Linked DNA regions of Nomascus leucogenys: region 1 is linked to region 2. Evidence: chromatin contacts called from public Hi-C data. All regions are on one chromosome and are shown on one strand. The core of a region is the stretch at or near the end of the contact, and the rest is flanking DNA. Distances in the headings are between cores, read along the strand shown.

The links. A called contact is a pair of places that touch in the nucleus more often than the background predicts.
Region 1: a contact with region 2 is called in a Hi-C map of an unstated tissue, with 4 times the contacts expected there. The contact joins two enhancer-like sites. A contact is called at or near these places in 3 of 4 Hi-C or Micro-C datasets (a lymphoblastoid cell line and an unstated tissue).

Annotation. Positions count from the first base shown.
Region 1 is chr12:106,222,045-106,225,864 of Asia_NLE_v1, reverse strand. No RefSeq gene overlaps it. Among named protein-coding and RNA genes, the nearest start is that of SERBP1, 99 kb to the left of the region's middle. Within about 2 kb of position 1,649, the one cell type or tissue checked has an H3K27ac peak away from gene starts, as active enhancers do. A contact at or near this core is called in a lymphoblastoid cell line, where this site is marked.
Region 2 is chr12:106,011,866-106,015,313 of Asia_NLE_v1, reverse strand. All of the region lies in intron 2 of GNG12 (guanine nucleotide-binding protein G(I)/G(S)/G(O) subunit gamma-12), which reads right to left. Among named protein-coding and RNA genes, the nearest start is that of GADD45A, 60 kb to the left of the region's middle. Within about 2 kb of position 1,988, the one cell type or tissue checked has an H3K27ac peak away from gene starts, as active enhancers do. A contact at or near this core is called in a lymphoblastoid cell line, where this site is marked.

The DNA.
Region 1 (3,820 bases), core at 400-2,899, 210 kb before region 2:
CCTTCTTAATTTCTTTGTAAAAGTCTACTCTTAAACACTACTATTTAGGGATAAGTGAGAAAAGAAAATTGCAGGACAGAATGCACAGAAAGATCTATTTATCTATCTATATAAAAGCTGGAAGAATACACTCCCATACTGTTAACAGCGGCTACCTCTAGGGAAAGGGTGAAGACATATTTGAAAAAAATGGGGCTTTTACCTTTTCTTTTCTTTCGTTCTTTTTTTTTTGAGACAGAGTCTCGCTCTGTCGCCCAGGCTGGAGTGCAGTGGCACAATCTCAGCTCACTGCCAGCTCCGCCTCCCAGGTTCATGCCATTCTCCTGCCTCAGCCTCTCCGAGTAGCTGGGACTACAGGTGCCCGCCACCACGCCCGGCTAAGTTTTTGTATTAGTAGAGACGGGGTTTCACCGTGTTAGCCAGGATGGTCTCCATCTCCTGACCTCATGATTCACCTGACACGGCCTCCCAAAGAGCTAGGATTACAGGTGTGAGCCACTACACCCGGCTTTTTTTTTTTTTTTGGTTTGTTTTTTGAGACAGAGTTTCATTCTTATTGCCTGGGTTGGAGTGCAATGGCGTGATCTTGGCTCACCGCAACCTCCGCCTCCCAGGTTCAAGAGATTCTCCTGCCTCAGCTTCCCGAGTAGCTGGGATTACAGGCATGTGCCACCACACCCAGCTAATTTTATATTTTTAGTAGAGATGGGGTTTCTCTATGTTAGGCTGGTCTCAAACTTCTGACCTCAGGTGATTCGCCTGTCTTGGCCCCCCAAAGTGCAGGGATTACAAGCGTGAGCCACTGTGCCTGGCCTTACCTGTTATTTTCTGTACTCCTATATCATTTGCATTTTTTAAAAACAAGAACGCACTTCTTTTCCCATTAAAAAAAGAACCATAATATTTTTTCATGACCCTGTCCCAGAAAACTCTTCTGTACTCACATGGCTAACTCAAACACTGTGACGCGCACTGCTGAGGCAGCTAGTTGTCTCCCTTTTTGAAAGAAAATTAAAAGGAAGAGGAAAGTCCATATTTATTCTCCTTTGTACGCTTGTAGAGGTCATCTAATCGGAAGTGTTCCAAGCTGCTTTAAAGCCCTTCTCCTCTTTAAAGTGGTTTACAAACATTAGCTCAGCACCCTTCAGGGCCTCATAGTGGGGCGGGCTCATATAAGAGGCTAGTGAGTCATAAGGAAGTGGCAGCTGTGAATGCCATGTCAGTGGTCCTAATAACACCCCTAACACGTGTCTCTGGCTGTCCTGTGCTCAAAGGGCTTTCTCCTGCATTATCTGGTGTAACCCTTCTATGACCCTTGGGAGGTCAGATCAGTACTGCTATTCCTATATTATATAACAGATGGAGGAATCTATAATCTAGGTTCTGGAAAGTGAAATGATAAGCCCAAGATGGGGAAGCCAGTCAGCAGGAGGGTTTCACGTCACTTACATGTCAATTACTGCACAGCAGAGAGGATCACTAATGTCAAACCTCATATAACATAACTTTGACATTGGGGAGGTAGGAGAGGGAGAAGAGCAAACCGTCCTTCTGCCTAATCTGCCCCTATTTTTCTTTCCTCCCTTCTTTCTTTCTATCCTCCCTCCTTCATTCCCTCTCTGCTTCTACGGACCCTATTAGAGAAGTAAACACATCATCACAATTCAGCGGCCAAGTTTTATGCAAATTTAAGTTACGCCACAGATTTGAAGCAATGTGCCAAAATATATTAATCAAGTCTCATTTATATGCAAATATTGAAGAAACGAGAAGCTTCTCACGCTGTAAATTCGTCAAGCGTCACTCCAGTTCAACACAGGAAGGCGGAGTGACTTGCAGGTGGTGTTCACACTTTTGCCACACGGGGACGCCACCACCGTTGGTAGCCGGACATGCCGGCACTCCCTCAGGGTGGAGCATGGGAGCATTGCATAATACAAAGTTTCACTCACCCTCATCACTCAGCTTGAAATGACCATTAACACAGTTTTCTCTCCCATTAAACTAAATTCCTCAAAGGCAAGCTCAGGCTTATGCTTTTAAACCCCATCTCCTAGACCAGTGTCTGGTATATAGTAACTTACCATTAAGATCTTTTTCTCTTAAAAGTATTCTTTTTTTCTTTTCTTTTTCTTTTTTAAGACAGAGTCTTACTGTGTGGCCCAGGCTGGAGTACAGTGGCGCGATCTCGGCTCCCTGCAACTTCTGCTTCCTGGGCTCAAGCGATTCTTGGGCCTCAGCCTTCCAAAGTGCTGGGATTACAGGCGTGAGCCACTGTGCCCAGCCTTGAAAAGTATTCTTAACACAAAAAATTTCAAATATATCCCAAAGTACAGAGTACAATATAATGAATCCCCTTGTACTCATTATCCAGCTTCAACACCTATCAACTCATGGTCAATCATCTGTCCTCTATATCCCCAATTTCTTAGAATTAAATAACAAATGTAAATATTTTGGCGTACGACATTGTAAAAAAGAAAAGAAAAGAAATGTAATTGCTAGGCCTCTCTCACTGACTTTAAAATACCTGGGTGGGTGGCGGTGGGCAGAGTGGAGAGAAGGAGAATTTTTCTAGAGGTTGGAGCCTTTTGTGGAACAATTTCCTGTAATGGGAAAAATGGAGACGGGTAAGAGGAAGGAATAATGATTATTATGTGCCAAGTGTTGTGCATTATTATTTAATTTCCCCTTTCTGGGAGATACAGGTATGACATACCCATTTTAAAGATAAGGCTCAGAGATGTCGAGTGCTGTATCTTCCGCTGTGTGTGGCTTCAAGGTTTGTATTCTCCACCCTCTGATAGGATGAAGTTGCAATGCACATCAAACCAAATCCACCCATGGTACGAGGCTTTCCCTCCCGCCCATTACCTAAATCCAGCTTCATTCATAGGGCCTTGGGGGACAAGCCCCTGAGAGTTACTCCAACCCTTTGGAGAAGGAAGGGTTTCCATGCCCAGAGTGTCAAAGGGGAATTCAGTTTCTTATTAGACAGAGCTCATTTCCTCCTGTTGCTTGTCCTGAGAAAATGACTGCCTGGAGTCCCAGAGAATTTGTAAGTAAATCTGCAGGCCAAGAGCGGTGGCTGCCACCTGTAATCTCAGCAATCTGGGAGACTGAAGCAGGAGGATTGCTTTTGTCAAGGAGTTTGAGACCAGCCTGAAAAAACACGGCAAGACCTGTCTCTACAAAAAAAAAAAAAAAAAAGAAAAAAAATTAGCTGGGCGTGGTGACACACACCTGTAGTCCCAGCTGCTCGGGAGACTGAGGCGTGAGAACTGCTTGAGCCTGGGAGTTTGAGGCTGCAGTGAGCCATGATCATGCCACTGCACTCATCCTGGGTGACAGAGTGAGACCCTGTCTCTAAATAAATAAATAAATAAATAAATAAAAATTTGTGAGGGATTAAACAATAAAACACACATACACTGGTTAGGATAAACCATTTGTGGGAAAAATCTAAGAGACTGTGTTTAAGTGAGTTCTTGAATAGATTAGACTGGGTTTGATTGAGACTCTAAGGAAGTGAACCAAGCCTCAATTACTTGTAGGGGAAGGGGACCCCACTGTAAGAGAAGGAAGCTGACCAGCCATGGCAGCTTGGAAAATGACAAGTCTCAGGGGCAAATGCTGGCAAGGCCTGTCCATTCAGTGTCCAGGCAAGAAGAAAGCTTGGCAAGCAGACCTGAGCAAAGAGGTTTGCCAGGCAAAGAAACCCCTCTAGTGGGTAAGAGCGCCTTGAGCAATTCAGCCGAGACATAGGTCTTCTATTCAAACTTTGCCACAATTCCTTGCTCGCTCTTCTGGATAATTTGGC
Region 2 (3,448 bases), core at 739-3,238:
GCATCATGTGTGGACCACAGGTCACCACCTCTCCTCCTCTTCCCGGAACAAACACCCACAACCTGATGGGGATGCTCTGAAGGTTAAACTGGACCTTCTAATTGTCCAGGAACGTATGCTATGCAAACAATGTTGGCTCCCTGTACCAAGGCAGAGCTATTGTGGGACTTGAGGCTGCTGGCTACGAGGAGAAGGATGATGGGGCACAGTTCTATTCACTGGGGCAAAGTGGGAACCCAAAAGAGGGTGGCTGAAATGTTTTATTATCCTAATCTTCAGAGGACAAATAATTACACAACATTCTATATCAGAACAAGAGACTGTTAGTCTGCATGAGGGGGCAGGGAGAGAAAGGCAGAGGGCAGAGATAAAGAACTTTCCTTTTTAGGGGGCAGGGAAAGGAGAGAACCTAAAGGGTGGACTACAATTCACTTTTCGAAGGAGTTTTCTGTTTGTAATATGTTTCCTTTGAAGAGTGGAAGTTCTGAGCATTTGGAAGTTTGGTTATAGATCAAGAAAGAAATTCCTGGCTTTCCAGAGTTTGGTGGCTACCAATCAAAGGTCAATCAGATACGAAAATCAGAGTAGTCCTGAAACCATACCATAGGCTACTGGGAAGATGTAACATGCTTTATAAAAAAATAACAATAATCTCTTGCATGCATTTTTCTCTTCAGTGAAACACAGGGGATATGAGTTCTTTAAAAGAAGTAGCAAGAAGGGCACAAAAAGCAGAAATCAGGGCTTGGCGGGACAAGAAGAGAGGGTGGAGGAAGAAGTGCAGCGTCTTTTGGGATGGCAGCTGTTTCATTTGCACCCTCTAAGAGTTCCTGGAATAATTAACATGCACTGCCATTCTTATTTTTCCAGTGGTGATTTCATCCAGTCCCTGCAGAAACTCAGAATTAAATGTCATGGTTTTGTGTTTTGGAAAGCAAAACTCTCGCCCAAACAAGGGAGTTCTGAACACTGCTGAGAGCATGTGAGATCCGAAAAGTCTGCAGAGTGCTAAATCATTAACATGCTGCTTTTGGAGGCAGGACTGCCCCTTTCTTTGCTATCACATTTCCTTCTATTTGATCCTGCCCTGTCCTGGTTTACGTTCTGTTTCTCCCACTCATTACCACGCATTCTTCCGTAACACATGTGAAGGCCAGAATAGCCTCTCCCTGTCGGTTGTGGCCAACTCAACACTTCCCTTACAAACTCTCCTTAAAAAAGAAAATCATCTCCCCTGGAGGGGAGAGGGGGGAACAACCAAACCCTCCACTTCTTCCTGAATAATGCAGGAGAATAAAGCAGAAGGTCTACAGACACTACTTACGGTGACTGCAAATAAAAAGGTGTCTAAGAAGAATAGTCTGCTAATTTAGTTTGGAGGGAGACAGATCTGGGTTTGCATCCCGCCTTCGCCATTTGCTCATGGTGAGACTACGGATACGTCGCTTAACCCTTCCCTAAACCTCCATTTTTTTCACCTGCAAAATGGAACTTTACATTAGGGTAAAATTATTATTTGAAGATAATAGTACTAGGAGTTTTAATAAAAAAGCCCTTCCAGGGCTGTAAAGGGAATTAAATGAGACGAAGCACATGGAGTGCCTGGAACACAGTAAGCACTCAATAAACGTTTGCTGCTACTGATGATGATGTAAATCCTTTGAGGAAGAATGTCATCCTCTTTCCCCCACTGCATATATAGTAACAAGGATTCAGTGCTTCTCAAAGCTAAAAGACAGTACCAGGAGGAAGGGTCTGGGTACAACCGTTTGCTGATTGCTGCCCCCAGGAAGCACATCTCAGAGGCAGCCTGCACAACACAGCAAAGGGCTTATTTTAGGAGCCTCCAATCAGGACAGACTGGTTGATCTGGATGCCTCACCTGGCAAGGCAGCCTCAGCCACACGCCCATCTCCACAGGCTATCGGCATTCCCAGTGGGATGCACCACAGCCCCAGACTGAGAATTTTACCCACAACTTGTTCCCCTCTCCTGATCTCCCTTCTCCCTTTTGGAGACCTCAAGGCTGGAGAGAAATGAAAAGCAACAGCTCTGCCTGAAAAATAAGGTAAGGACTCTGCCTCTCAGGTGCTGAGTCACTGGTTAGAACTGTCCCATCTACAGACTCTCCCAGAAAATTACACAAAAACACACAGTCGGGCTCCAGACCTTGGGCACTCTCACCAGGGTGTGCTTCAGAACTGAAACTCTGGGTACAGAAGGCACCCACTGCCCAGCCTGCCAACAACCTATCTTCCTTTAAACAACAAAAACGGAGCAGAAAGAGGAAAAAAGCCTGAACCTTTCCTAATAAGGTAATACCACATGCCATTTGCAGTTTCGAATTGCTTGGCACGCCAGGATCATATGACATTCACTGCAGCTACCGCTTCATGCTCGTGTGAGGCTCTCCAGGAAAAATGAGACCGTCTCTGGTGTGCCTCTGGGGGATTACAAACGAACAGGGAACATGTTCTGCCAGTGGAACCCCCATTTTCCTGATTCACCACACTTGCCTCCCGTCCCTCTTTCACACTGCTGCCTGCAGGCCTCTTGCTTTGTGGGTTCAGGCACTGTGAAGTTCTCAGGCTGCTTTGTGTGCAGGTTTTCTCTCTCCAACGAGGGCCACGCTTTTTGAGGGCAGAAACACTCCTTCATTTCTTTTGTTTCACCCTGCTATGCTCATCACAGCGTCGTTCACCCAGCAGCTACTCAATACATGCTTGATGACAGACTAGTGCTGAGAATTTTACAGATCAGTAGGTGATCATTTTATATCATTAGCCCCCAACTTACAAATCGGCAGGGTTTCAAAAGCTGGTTTCAAAGAAGGTATTTATGAAGCATATTTTCCCGTAGAAACAGTGTTATAACTGGGGCTTAGGTTTCCAGGCCCGCTTATTTCTCAGAATATCCTATACCTACTTCTATGCGTCTTACTGAGCTCTCTCATTTGCCCAGACTCACGTTAGACTGCCAGTATACGTGCAGGATAAACTCTAGTTCTTTCAGTTACAGCAATGCTGACTTGCACAAATTTCCTTTCCCACTTACTAGTTGTATTTTCATATTTCATGACACTATATGTAGCAGCAGGTAATAAATTACTCGTCATATACTTTAAAAATAACACTAACAGGTAAGGAGTTATTTTTGCTCCTCATTTAAAAAGATGCATGCGCTTTTGTTTTTCCTTTTACATTAAAATAGTTTTCAACAGCTTTTAACCTCAGTTATTATTTGGGCCACTCCAGACTTTCCCAACCATTTACACACATTCACCCCTCACCCGCCCACCCACACATCCACTCGTAGTCTACCAGGACTGCCCATTTACATGGATACACACACACACACACACACACACACACACACGTTTTAAAATGCATTCTGGGCCACTAAAAGTATTTACTAGCCATTATAGAAATGAATGACATTAGCTTTCAAA